3 separate regions of the Mus musculus genome follow, and all the other regions are linked to region 1. The links are chromatin contacts, called in public promoter capture Hi-C maps. All regions are on one chromosome and are shown on one strand. Each heading gives the region's core, a stretch centred on a gene start, on an enhancer-like site or on the middle of the called end of the contact. The rest is flanking DNA. Distances are from core to core; before and after follow the strand shown. Region 1 holds the start of Dgkeos (diacylglycerol kinase, epsilon, opposite strand). Region 2 holds the start of Mks1 (MKS transition zone complex subunit 1). Region 3 holds the start of Hlf (hepatic leukemia factor).

Evidence for each region. Promoter capture Hi-C pulls out the DNA fragments that hold promoters and counts their contacts.
Region 2: a contact with region 1 is called in a promoter capture Hi-C map of pre-B cells, with 2.1 times the contacts expected there. The contact joins the promoter of Mks1 here to the promoter of Dgkeos in region 1. A contact is called at or near these places in 2 of 39 promoter capture datasets (the C10 cell line and pre-B cells).
Region 3: a contact with region 1 is called in a promoter capture Hi-C map of hippocampal neurons, with 4 times the contacts expected there. The contact joins the promoter of Hlf here to the promoter of Dgkeos in region 1. A contact is called at or near these places in 1 of 39 promoter capture datasets (hippocampal neurons) and 1 of 115 datasets of contacts at active chromatin or transcription factors (large pre-B cells).

What each region holds. Positions count from the first base shown.
Region 1 is chr11:89,059,250-89,062,824 of GRCm38.p6, forward strand. Dgkeos (diacylglycerol kinase, epsilon, opposite strand) reads left to right here and starts at 1,502. Exons shown (of 4, transcript NR_110336.1): 1 at 1,502-1,574. It overlaps Dgke (diacylglycerol kinase, epsilon), which reads right to left and starts at 1,499. Exons shown (of 11, transcript NM_019505.4): 1 at 682-1,499. The coding sequence starts at 1,136.
Region 2 is chr11:87,851,427-87,855,526 of GRCm38.p6, forward strand. It overlaps Mks1 (MKS transition zone complex subunit 1), which reads left to right and starts at 1,789. Exons shown (of 18, transcript NM_001039684.3): 1 at 1,789-1,903; 2 at 2,311-2,420; 3 at 3,552-3,622; 4 at 4,046-4,100. The coding sequence starts at 1,824.
Region 3 is chr11:90,389,632-90,393,712 of GRCm38.p6, forward strand. Hlf (hepatic leukemia factor) reads right to left here and starts at 1,286. Exons shown (of 4, transcript NM_172563.3): 1 at 619-1,286. The coding sequence starts at 733.

The DNA of each region.
Region 1 (3,575 bases), core at 252-2,751:
CCCCCACACCCCATAAATAAATGAGTGGAAAACGTAAATCTCCTTTCCCGTCTTGTGTGTCAAACACTTGACTATGACACCAATCGCTACAATAGCTACAGAAATTTAAAGCCCTGCTTTGGGTTGACCCTTGTTTTCATAGTTCCAAATCAAGAACAAATTGGTTTTGTGACTGGCATAAGGTTCTTTGTGTACCCTTCATTCTTCCTTATGTAAAGTGGGATGCTACAGAGTAGCCACGAGCCAGGCAGCACTTAAACAGGCCTTTGATGAAAATTAAGAGCCTTGGCAGGGGTGGGAATTTAGGGGTGGTGTTGGTGGTGGAATTCAGTTGTTAGAGAGCTTGAATAACATGCTTAAGGCTTTTGGGTTGGATACCCAGCACCTCATGAACTGGTTCAGGTGATGCAAACCTGTATTTTCAGCACGGGGAGGCGAAGCATTAAAAGTTCAAGGTCATCTGCTATCCTTAGTGAGTTTGAGGCTAGCCCGGGCCACAGGGGAGAGACTGTCTCACAAAGGGTAAAAACAAAAATAAAAACAAACAAAAACACCAACCAACATCTACATGAGACTTGCTTCAAACGCCAGGGATGCCGTGAATAGTTTGGGCCATTTGCTGAGATGAATTTAGGTCTCACCACCCACTGTTTACAATCCTGCCTCCCATAAAAGCCATACCTGTAATCGCACAGTTTAGGCTGGCTGCCACACTGCTGCCTGCAGAATACACAGTAAGAGCACAGGGGCACGTTGCCGCGGATCCAGTGGTGGGGCATGGCATCTGCGGCCTTGTCGTTCTTGAGCATGATCTCCTTGCACGGGAAGCGCTTGTCGACCTTCTTGAGGCAGCCCTCGTCCACGCGGAGCCCACAGCAGTCGCAGAAGGCTCCTTGCAGGATGTGCTGCGCGCACACGCAGCAGTAGGTGGGGTGGCTGAACAGGTCGGTGTCACGCCAGCAATGCTTGCTCTTGCGGAAGATATCCCTGCGGTGCAGCTGCCGGCGCGACCGCTGCAGGCTACACCATAAAGTGATGAACACCGGCAACAGCACGGAGCACAGCGTCCATAGGACCAAGTGGCCATCAGGGAGCAGGCTCTGGGCGGGTGGGCCGGACCGCTGGTCCCCCTCCATCTTCTCAGGCCCAGGCGTGGCCTATGGAGCGCCGGGTCCAGAAGGCTTGCCTTCGGATTCACTGCGTGGGGTTGCGGCTCGTCCCGAGGCTGCGCGTGGCCTCGGCCCCGGGAAAGGCGCAGGTCGCACCCGCGGGCTCCGTGCAGTACAGGCTTGGCTCGCGGCCACTGCGTTCACAACGGCTGTCGCGCTGAGCCTCGCCCGTGCCTCTCTCGCGAGGTCTCCGGAGACCCCCCCCCCAACCCCCCAGTTCGCTCTCGCGGTCGCCGGTACCACCTACAGCCAAGCCTCCGGCCGCCGTCCCACCCTCAGGCCGCGAGATCTGCGTGGGATGAGGAGGCCGCGCTTGAGAAGCGCACCTGCGCAGTCCGCACGCCGGCCGGCAGCTCGGCGAGGGCTGGGAGGGGCCTGACGCGCCCACAACTTGGGCGGGGCCAGGTAGGACAAAGCCAATGGCGGTGCTTTCCGATGGTGGGCGGAGCTAGAGGAAGGCGGAGTCTGCGCTGATAAAATTTGTAGGCGGGACCAGGTGTAGGGCGGGGCTCGCGGCGGCGCTCCCCTTGGGTGGGAGGGGGTCAGGTATGAGGGCGTGGCGGAGGCTAAGAGGTGGCTTGGAAAGTTGAAAGACTTCAAGGGTCTGGACCATCTAGGAAAGGATGAGCAGAGGAACGGATAAGATGGTGTGGAATGAGGCATGGTTTAGGGAAATCAGGGGCGGAGTAAGTACATGGTTGACTATCAAAAGTTCAGAACCAAAGGAAGTTCTACCATAAGTGACTTAACAGTATTTGACCTTTAGCCTGATCCCCTTCTTCAACGGTGAAGGTGGAATTGGCATGATTATGGATATCGGGGAATCCTGGATGGAGAAAACTGGCTCTTTTGAAGGTGTTATGTTCATTCAGAACACAAGTCAAAGACTGCCAAAAGTTACCAGTGTATTATATAAATATAATAAAATAATAAAATAACTGGACATGTGGCCCACATGTGGATGGACCTCTGTGAGTTCAGGGCCAGCCTGATCTACATAGTGTGAGGACCAAAACAGGAAAAATAAAGCATACAGGTTAAGAGTTCTGTTTGTATTTAAGGATAAGTTCCTGTTTGTCTTGTGTTTGTTTGACCCATCTGCACGGATGTGTTTGATTACATGTGGACCGGAAGTAAATCAGGGTCACATGTAGGCAGGAAATACATCAAGATTTACGCTTGCCCCCAGTTGAACCAGACGGGAAATGCAGTGAATTGTGGGTTTTGCCTTTTTAAGCCCGTGCAAAGCACGACTTGAGGCCATTCTCTGGGAACCCCGAGATGAACTTGGCCAGAGAGTCCATCACCTTGGCCAGTATTTAATTAAAGCTTACATTAAATTTGGTTTTAAATTGTGGTAGTGGTCTTATTCTCTACTGAGGGATTATCACGAGTTCTTGGTCAACTAGGGATACACAATAAGACAAACAAAACAAACAAAACAATGCAAAACCAACCAAACAAGCCGGGCAGTGGTGGCGCACGCCTTTAATCCCAGCACTCGAGAGGCAGAGGCAGGCAGATTTCTGAGTTCGAGACCAGCCTGGTCTACAAAGTGAGTTCCAGGACAGCCAGGGCTGTTCAGAGAAACCCTGTCTTGAAAAACAAAAACAAAAACAAACAAACAAAAAAAACCCAACCAAACAACAACAACAACAAAAACCCGAACCAAAACAACCCCAGGGATAAGAGTTCACCTGATTTACTTCCGGTCCACATGTGATCAAACACATCCGTGCAGATGGGTCAAACAAACGCAAGACAAACAGGAACTTATCCTTAAATACACTTTGTATTTAAGTACCTTAAATACACAAAGATCACTTTGTTTTACTTTGGCCATTCATGGGCCAGAGAGATGGTTCAGTAGATACCTGCTGCTAAGCCTGAAAGCCTCACTTTGATTCTTGGGACCCAAACACTCTCTGTGGCATGTGAGCACCCCCCCCCCACACACACATAAATAAATAAGTAAATATAATTTAAAAAATTACTTTGGGGGCTTGAGAGATGGCTCAGTGGTTAAGAGCACCGACTGCTCTTCTGAAGGTCCTGAGTTCAAGTCCCAGCAACCACATGGTGGTTCACAACCACCCATAATGAGATCTGATGCCCTCTTCTGGTGCATCTGAAGACAGCTACAGTGTACTTACATATAATAATAAATAAATCTTAAAAAAAATTACTTTGGGCATACAGGTCAGCTTCAGTCTATCTAGGTCATGAACGAGTTTCTATAATTTGTTCTACAATTCTATGATAGGATTCTATAATTCTGTAAAATGCAGGCTCTGGTCCCCTTTTTCTCAAGGAGGAGACCTGAGGTTATTTTCCCTTTGAGACAGCTTCCCTAAATGACCAGCAAGCACCCAGACCCACCTAGGGGGCACTAGCATTGATATATGT
Region 2 (4,100 bases), core at 539-3,038, 1.2 Mb before region 1:
AGCTCTTGATCGATTTGGTTGGTTTGTTTTTCTTTTGTTTTGTTTAAAATGAGGTCTTAAATTGAAATCCTTCCATGTATGCCCCCAGTGCTGACAATCCAAACACAAACCACCTCTCCTGGCTGTTCTCATCTTAAACAAAATCTCGAAGTGACTTCCTTTCTAATCTCCATGGTTTCAGTGTCTAGAAATCATCCCTTAATTGGAAATTGTATGTTCTTAAGGATGTGGGTGGGAGACAGTAAGTTGGTGGCAGGTTTGAGGCCACAAAAGCCAGACCAGGTTGGAATCTGTTTTTCCCACGTCAGCACTCATTAATACACCCCATACTTAATTCCTGGCCCTTGGTAACTTCATCCTTTAAATAGGAATAAAGTACCTCTTGGAGAGGTTTTTGGGAGGGTTACAGGCAATACAAATGAAAAATGAGTAGGTGCTATTTGTGGTGAGTTCTTAGTGCACACAATGAATAGTTAGGTGCTCATGATTTCTCTGCTCTATAATCGGATGGCCATGAAATGTCCCAGGCCAGGCAACAATTGCTTATTCGGATGAATAAGTAGCAACCGTCAAATACTAATTGTCAATATTGATATTGCCAAACTGCCGGAATTAAACTTATACCATCTTTCCTTGGATGTGCCAGTGAACCATGACTTCTGAATGTCACTCTGGTGGTTTTTCAGGGGCTGGCTCGGAGTCTTAACTGGTTAATAATCCAGAACCAACATGCCCCAGGGAAAACACCCTTTCCTTCCTTTCTGCTGGCTTCCTTGTTTTTTATTTCTCTGGCTCAGTGCATACCAACAAAACTACTAATATACCTGCCCCACAGGTTTTTTTTCTTCCAGGAATGTTTTCTTTCTTTTTTTCTTTTTCTTTCTTTCTCTTCTTCTTCTTCTTCTTCTTCTTCTTCTTCTTCTTCTTCTTCTTCTTCTTCTTCTTCTTCTTCTTCTTCTTCTTCTTCTTCTCCTCCTCCTCCTCCTCCTCCTCCTCCTCCTCCTCCTCCTCCTCCTCCTCCTCCTCCTCCTCCTCCTCCTTCTTCTTTCTCTTTTCTTTTCCTGTCTTTTCTTTTCTTTTTCCTGAGACAGGGTTTCTCTGTATAGCCCTGGCTGTCCTGGAACTCACTCTGTAGACCAGGCTGGCCTCGAACTCAGCAATCTGCCTGCCTCTGCCTCTCAAGTGCTGGGATTAAAGGCGTGCGCTACCACTGCCCGGCTGTTTTTTAATTTTTGTTTGCATGTCCTTTTAGTCATATCCACCAACTGTTTAGGCCTGAGTTTTCTCTCCTTAAATTTTTTTAAATTTATTTTATGCATAATGGTGAACATGTTTGTGCAACACATGTGTACTGTAAGGCGGCAAGGTGTCTGACCCTTTGGAACTGGAGTAGAGACAGGTGTGAGTGGCCATCTGGGCCTGCTAGTTCCTCTGAAAGTCCAGTCACTAACCTCTTAACCACTAAGCCATTTCTCCACGCCCCCTAGGCCGAAGTTTTCAAATGTTCAGTGGAAGGCAGTGTTTGATCAGAAAGTAAGGACTCAGGTCACCTGGTTCTGGCCACCATCACCATTTTTGCACCTAAACAAAGTAGCTGATGGCGGTTTTCTCTTTTGTGCAGTGCACCAACTTTCACCTTGGGTGGAGGTGAGCTTTACTCACACAGGACAGCTGAGGGTCCCGCTGCCAGGCTAGGGACTGGCTCCCGCAGACGTGGAGAGCTGCGCGCGCAGCGCCTCCCTTGCCTAAGAAGCCAGCGTCTCCGTTGCCAGGGGAACGAGGCACCACGCTTTCCGGCGCGGTCGCAGCGCGAAGCAGCTGTCATGGCGGAAGCGGTCTGGAGCACTGACACCGGCGAGGCCGTGTATCGCTCCCGGGACCCCGTGCGCAACCTGCGCCTCCGGTAGTCACTCGACCCCAGTTTCAGGGCCCCCTAACTTTATGCTCCGAGGCCCCCTAACTTTATTCCACCCTAAGCTTTTAGATGCTCAGAGGCCCCTACTTCCGCTTACAATCCCAACTACTTCCTCTGCCATCTCTGCGCGCGTCTTGTTATCAGGATCTTTTTCCACTGAAAGCTTCCAAGTACACCTTTCAGATTCACCCTGCCCAAGTCCCTTCAAGTTCTCGCCACTTTCAAACCCCTCGGGTCCCTGTGCTGATTTATCCAGCAGACGCCCCTACCCACCTCTTCTTTGCAGCAGCCTTGACTTCTCTGCCTCTGTGATTTCTTTCCCCGATTCATGCTCTGTATATCTCCTTGCTGTGTGTCTCTGACACGCGTATTTGGGGCTTCTCTTCTCTTGACAGAGTTCATCTGCAAAGAATCACATCAAGCAACTTCCTTCATTACCAGCCTGCTGCCCAGATGGGGAAGGACCTCATAGACTTGGCCACTTTTAGGCCTCCGCAAGCTGCTAGTGGGTGTTTGTGATGACGCTACATTCATTTGAGACTAAGGCAGGGGTGCGGGGCAGTAGAGGTACAGAGGAGGAACGGAAGGCTCAGAGAGGTTGAGTTTATTGCCCAGTGTCACCTAGCCGAGGAATATAGAAGCATTTGAATGAACCTGGGCAATCATCTTTTTAATTTTTTATTATTTATTTATTTTTTTACATTGTAATTTACTTTTGTGTGTGTGTGCACGCCCATGCCACAGTGCGAGAGTGAAGTTCAGGGGATAACTTTTGCGAACCAGTTCAGTTATCTCTTCACCAGATGAATCCTGGGGCTTGAGCCATCTTACCCGAGTTGTGACTTGGGGGATGGGGAAAGGACTTCTAAGAGAAATATGTTCCAAACTCCAAATGTATGTATAAATACACTTAAAAAACAATTTTAAAACAGGAGTTTGCACGAAAATATGATTTTTTCCTCTTGCCTTGAAAGCCAAAAGAAAGGACAGGACCGTCGTGTTTGGCCAATAATTTTTCATGCTTTTGTCATTGTTCTTTCTACTCAGAAATATTCTTAGGCAAAAAGGGTAGCCTGGCAGATCACAAATCATGCATCTTGTGTTTCTGGATGATTCGGTGGTGGTTTCAGAAAAACATCAGGGTCCTTATCTAGCAAATTCAGCCAGGATTGAGGAAGGGCTGGCCCTTCAGCCTCTAGCTAAACTCTAGTGCCTTATACGGGACTAGAGAATGTTTCTTGGAAGGCAGAGCTACCTTTTATTCAAATTAGAGTAATGATTAGGACACCTCAGGCCCTAATCTTGCTTCTAGTATTAACCAAAGTATGTCCACCACCTGCATTCTATGTTTAGAGTGAGCGCTTAGTGAGTCACTAAATTCCAGTGGGGTTTGCGGTCAATGTGAGTAGGGACTTTGAAGGCAGACCTGGTGGTATACACGTGTAATGTCAGCGTTTTTCTGCCGAGGCAGGAGGATCTGGAATGTGAGGTCAGACCGGGCTGCAGAATGAGACACTTCCAAACAACAATAGCAAAAAATTTTAAAACCCAAATGAGACAAGAATAGGAACACTGGTTGTAATCAACCAGAGAGGAAGAAATGTTGCTGGTCTGACTCACTCTGTTGTGTTTGGAGGTGGACACCGCCCTGACGAAGAAGAGGAGGAAGAGGTTGTAATTGGATGGCAGGAAAAGCTCTTTAGCCAGGTGAGCCAGCATTTCTTGTCTTCAGTCTACCTCCACCTACCTGACTCCCACCGGGCCAGTGACTCATACCGTCAAACTCATCTCCAGGAAAGGTTGTGGTGGCTTATACTTATGTTTATGTTATGTTTATGTGGCTATTGTAATATAACGGCTGCCATGTTCAGTTTAGCGTTCTAGGTAAGGCACTCCCCATCTCCGGGCTCTATAACATCTCTAGCAACAAGGTTGGATTAGAACATCAGCTTGGATCCTTTTAACTCGAATATTCTTAGATTTTTTTCCCCCTGCCCTTCATTTTTTGAACAAAGTGACAGTCGGTTTTCAAAACGTGTCAGCTAGCGCTAGAAGTGATTTGGTTCAGTAGCTGCAGGAACCGAAGTTTGAGGTAGTCCCAGCTGATCTGTTTCTTTGTGGTGACCTCAGTTTGAAGTCGACCTGTACCAAAATGAATCCGCGTGCCAGAGCCCACTGGATCATC
Region 3 (4,081 bases), core at 36-2,535, 1.3 Mb after region 1:
CGGTTACACGTGAGCCTGCTCAGCTCTCCCCTCCCACCGGGAAGAGAGCACCGGGAAAGTGTCAGCGCTGGAGGCGTGCACCGCTTCCCGCCGACAGACCACTCCCCCCACCCCCACCCCGCTTTGTGAATTGCGGGTCTGCGGGAGAAAGCGCCTCTCCGCTCATGCCGCGTGAGTTCACAACACAAAACACTAACACGATCCGAATATTCAGGCTGCCGCCGAGTGAGAACCCCCATTTACTTTGACCCCCCCCTCTCTGCCAGGCTCCAACCAGCCACCTCCCGCCCTTTCTCCTCTCCAGTCCCAGAGACACTAGTCTCCCAGGGAAGCGCACACCCTGTCACTCAAAGCAGCGATCCTGACCTGTCAAGTTCACCTGTCACCTGCGCTGCAGGAGGACAGACCTAGAAAGGCAGGCGAGCCAGGTTCCCAGCGCTATTTCAAATGTTGCCCCGGAGGGATCCCCTTTGCATTGAGGAGAAAGAGGGAGTAAGCCCCCCAATTTCACTAAAGCAAGGCGAGGGGAAGAAAGATGCTGGTGCCCTCCCAGCCGACTAGGGGGGTCCCTGGGAGTGTAGTCCCTTCCCTGAGCCCAGCTGCCGAGGCAACGCTCACCGTCTTCAGGATGAAGGGGGAGCTTCAGCGGGTTCTCCAGCAGGGACCTGAGCACGCCGTAGGGAGGCGGGATAAAGGTGGGGTTCAAGGGGAGCTGTCGGGACATTTTCTCCATCGTGATGCACTCAATTGTCTTTTTAAAAAGAAGGCCAATCGCCGCCCCGAAATGTTGATGAGCTTTGTTTCCTCCGTCCTTTGCCAACCAAAAGTACTCGCTTTCAAAACAGTGCAGACAAGGAAGAAAAAAAAAAATCACTTCTGTCTTTGTAAATACATCAGCATACAAATATCAAAAAAAAACAAAAACAAAAACAAAAAAACTTTCGTGTTCTCAGTGCCGACAGTCCAGGGAAGGCGCATCTAGCGCCGCGGACTCCTCCGACCCAGTGCAGGATGCTTTCTCACCTGCCTCCAACACTCAGTCTTGCAAAATGTTCAAAATTGCAAGGAGGTGGGGGGAAAAAGGAAAGAGAGAAATTTTGAAAACGTAGACGGCTGCAGATGAGCAGAAGGCAAAGCGCGGGCCCCGGCCCCTCGCGCGAGCACCGGAGGCTGTGCCGTCCCGCCCCACCCCCCTCCCCGCCGCGGCCGCTGCTCCCCGCGCTCCGCGGCCCCGCAGCGCCGGGCTCAGCGCATCAGGCAGTCCATGTGCCGCTGCCCTGACAAGAGTGACGTCAGGGCCCGCACCGCGCGCCGATAGGCGTGCAGGGGCGGGGCCCAAATCGGGCCCGCCCATCCACCCCGCCCCCCCAGGGCTGCGTGTGTAGCATCGCCGCACGCGCTGTTTTTCCGGCCCTTGCGGCGTTGGTGGGCTGCGAAAAGCACAGGTGCCAGATTTCCTGCTTCACTCTCTGCCTTGCGCTGGGAATAACGCGCGCTAACTCTCACCCTGACTCCTTTTGCACGCGAGCCCTTCCCCCTCCGTTCCCCCCCCCCGCCCCCCAGAGCAGAACAATGAGAAATTCGTGTCAGTGGTTTGCAATGTGGAAATAAATTGGTGATTTTAAAAGAAGATGATTTTTAAAAGATGGCCAAGTGGCATTCCGGACTTAAATTAGAACCCCCAACCCCCGGGGCGATGTCCTGGCTAGCAATGTTTTTTAAAGCTCCCCAGGACAAGTTTAGGAGATTTGGATAGACTTGAAGCGAATGACTTCTGGATATTTCTCCTCCTCGCTCCTGGTGAGCTTAGTACTTTCCTTCTAGCCCCACTGCATATCCGACCTAAGATATCAACTTTCCTGAATTCCAAACAATGTGCAAAAACGTAGAATGGAGACAGGAGCTGCAGACTGAAGTGAACTGTCTCCCACGCTGTCCGAGGGAATTAACAAGACAGACATTTGCTTGCAATGGAAGGAAAGCAGGAGAGACTTAAACACAAGGAATGAAAGTTAGGAGTATTTAAAAGGCCCAGCATGGCTGTAATTAGGCTAACTTAGAAGGTCTGAATACTAATTAAAATAAATTTGTAAACTCTTTGTTAAAAGATTAGGGGAATCTTGTTTGTGGCTGCAGCACATCCCTCTGGCCTTTTGAAGGCTGTGAAAAGGCCAGTTTTTTGACCTTGCTGCTGAGGGTGTGGGGGAGAACACCTTGGCGGAGTGGATGGATTGGAATGTAGGCATTCTGCCTCCCCAGCCAGGAGAACTGAGACACACGAACCGCATCTCCACGCTTCTCTTTCCACTTTCCACCCCCACCCACCCACCAATTACACATTTCTATCCAGCACTAAGTCCCCCTGACCCGTGGAGGAGCATGTGGGATGGTTTTTGCAGTACTGATGGTTGAATGTATGGCCTTACCCATGTCTAGCTAGTTCTATATCACAGTGAGCTGTCTCCTCAGACCTGTGGGGAAGGGTCTGCAAGAAGCTTTTCAATGAGGCAGAAAGGCTTTTGTGAACATAGACTGGGTTCCTGGGGTGCAAATATTACTGGGATGCCCCTCCCCCACCCCACTACCAAAAAATGAGAGATAAGAAAGGAGAGAAGAGAAATCTAAAATTCAGGAAATTCCGGACCCTGGCCAAGGGCACTGGAAGTTCATGATAAGTAGCCCTGACTCTTTCTCTGAGCAGAAGTTTCCGGGTAAATGGACGGCTGGTCCCGTGGCCTTCATTTCCTCCTGCTAACACCTGGGCAAAGTGAATGGTAAGATGACATTCTGAGATGCTCTTGTGATGTCAGATCCCAGAAACATGAGCCCTGGGGTGGATGCGGTGTACATTCAGTGAGCACCACTGCATGCCATTGACTGGGCTGGGGCTGGTGAGATGATGGATGGATAAGACCTGGCTATACCAGGGAAAGGATGCCATAGAAGCACACAAAGTCTGGACTCCAAAACCCAGTAACAGAGAGAGCTGACGTGGGCATCTGTTACTGGAAGGAGAGTGCAGAGAAGCGCCTGAGGTGAGCTTGGAGCCAGTGGTCCCTCATAAACTTCCCAACCCTTCAGTCGGTTTGCTTCTCAGAAAAGAAGGGACTCCGCTGGAAGCTGAAGAGATTATTCAGTGGATTAAAGAGCACTTGGGTCATAAGAATGAAGATACAAGCTTGGATTCCCCTGCATCAACATGAAAAGGGAGGGAGGGAGGAAGAACAGCCTCCAGCAGCAGCAGCATGGGCCTGTAACCCCAGCACTGGGGAGGCAGAGATAGGGAGATCCTAAAAGCTCACTGGCTGCCAGCCTAGGCAATGAGTGAGCTCCAGGTTGAGTGAGAGACCCTGTCTCAGAAACAGAGAAGATGCCCATGTTAATCTACACACACACACACACACACACACACACACACACACACACAGGAGAGCTTCTGTGCTCTTGTCAGAGAGAGAGGAAGGTTTCATCTTTTAACTTTTTTTTTTTTGGAGTAATTTTCTCTTTTTTTTCCATTTTTTATTAGGTATTTAGCTCATTTACATTTCCAATGCTATACCAAAAGTCCCCCATACCCACCCACCCCCACTCCCCTACCCACCCACTCCCCCTTTTTGGCCCTGGCGTTCCCCTGTACTGGGGCATATAAAGTTTGCGTGTCCAATGGGCCTCTTTTTCCACTGATGGCCGACTAGGCCATCTTTTGATACATATGCAGCTAGAGTCAAGAGCTCCGGGGTACTGGTTAGTTCATAATGTTGTTCCACCTATAGGGTTGCAGATCCCTTTAGCTCCTTGGGTACTTTCTCTAGCTCCTCCATTGGGAGCCCTGTGATCCATCCATTAGCTGACTGTGAGCATCCACTTCTGTGTTTGCTAGGCCCCGGCATAGTCTCACAAGAGACAGCTACATCTGGGTCCTTTCAATAAAATCTTGCTAATTTCCCCACAGCCCTGTGAACCCATCCACAAGGCGATGTGCAAGCACACTGACTGGAAACAGGCAGAGGATTCCAGGCATAAGAAAGGAGGCCAGTGTGATGATCCATTAGCACAGCCCCAGGGCTCCATGTTCAGAGTT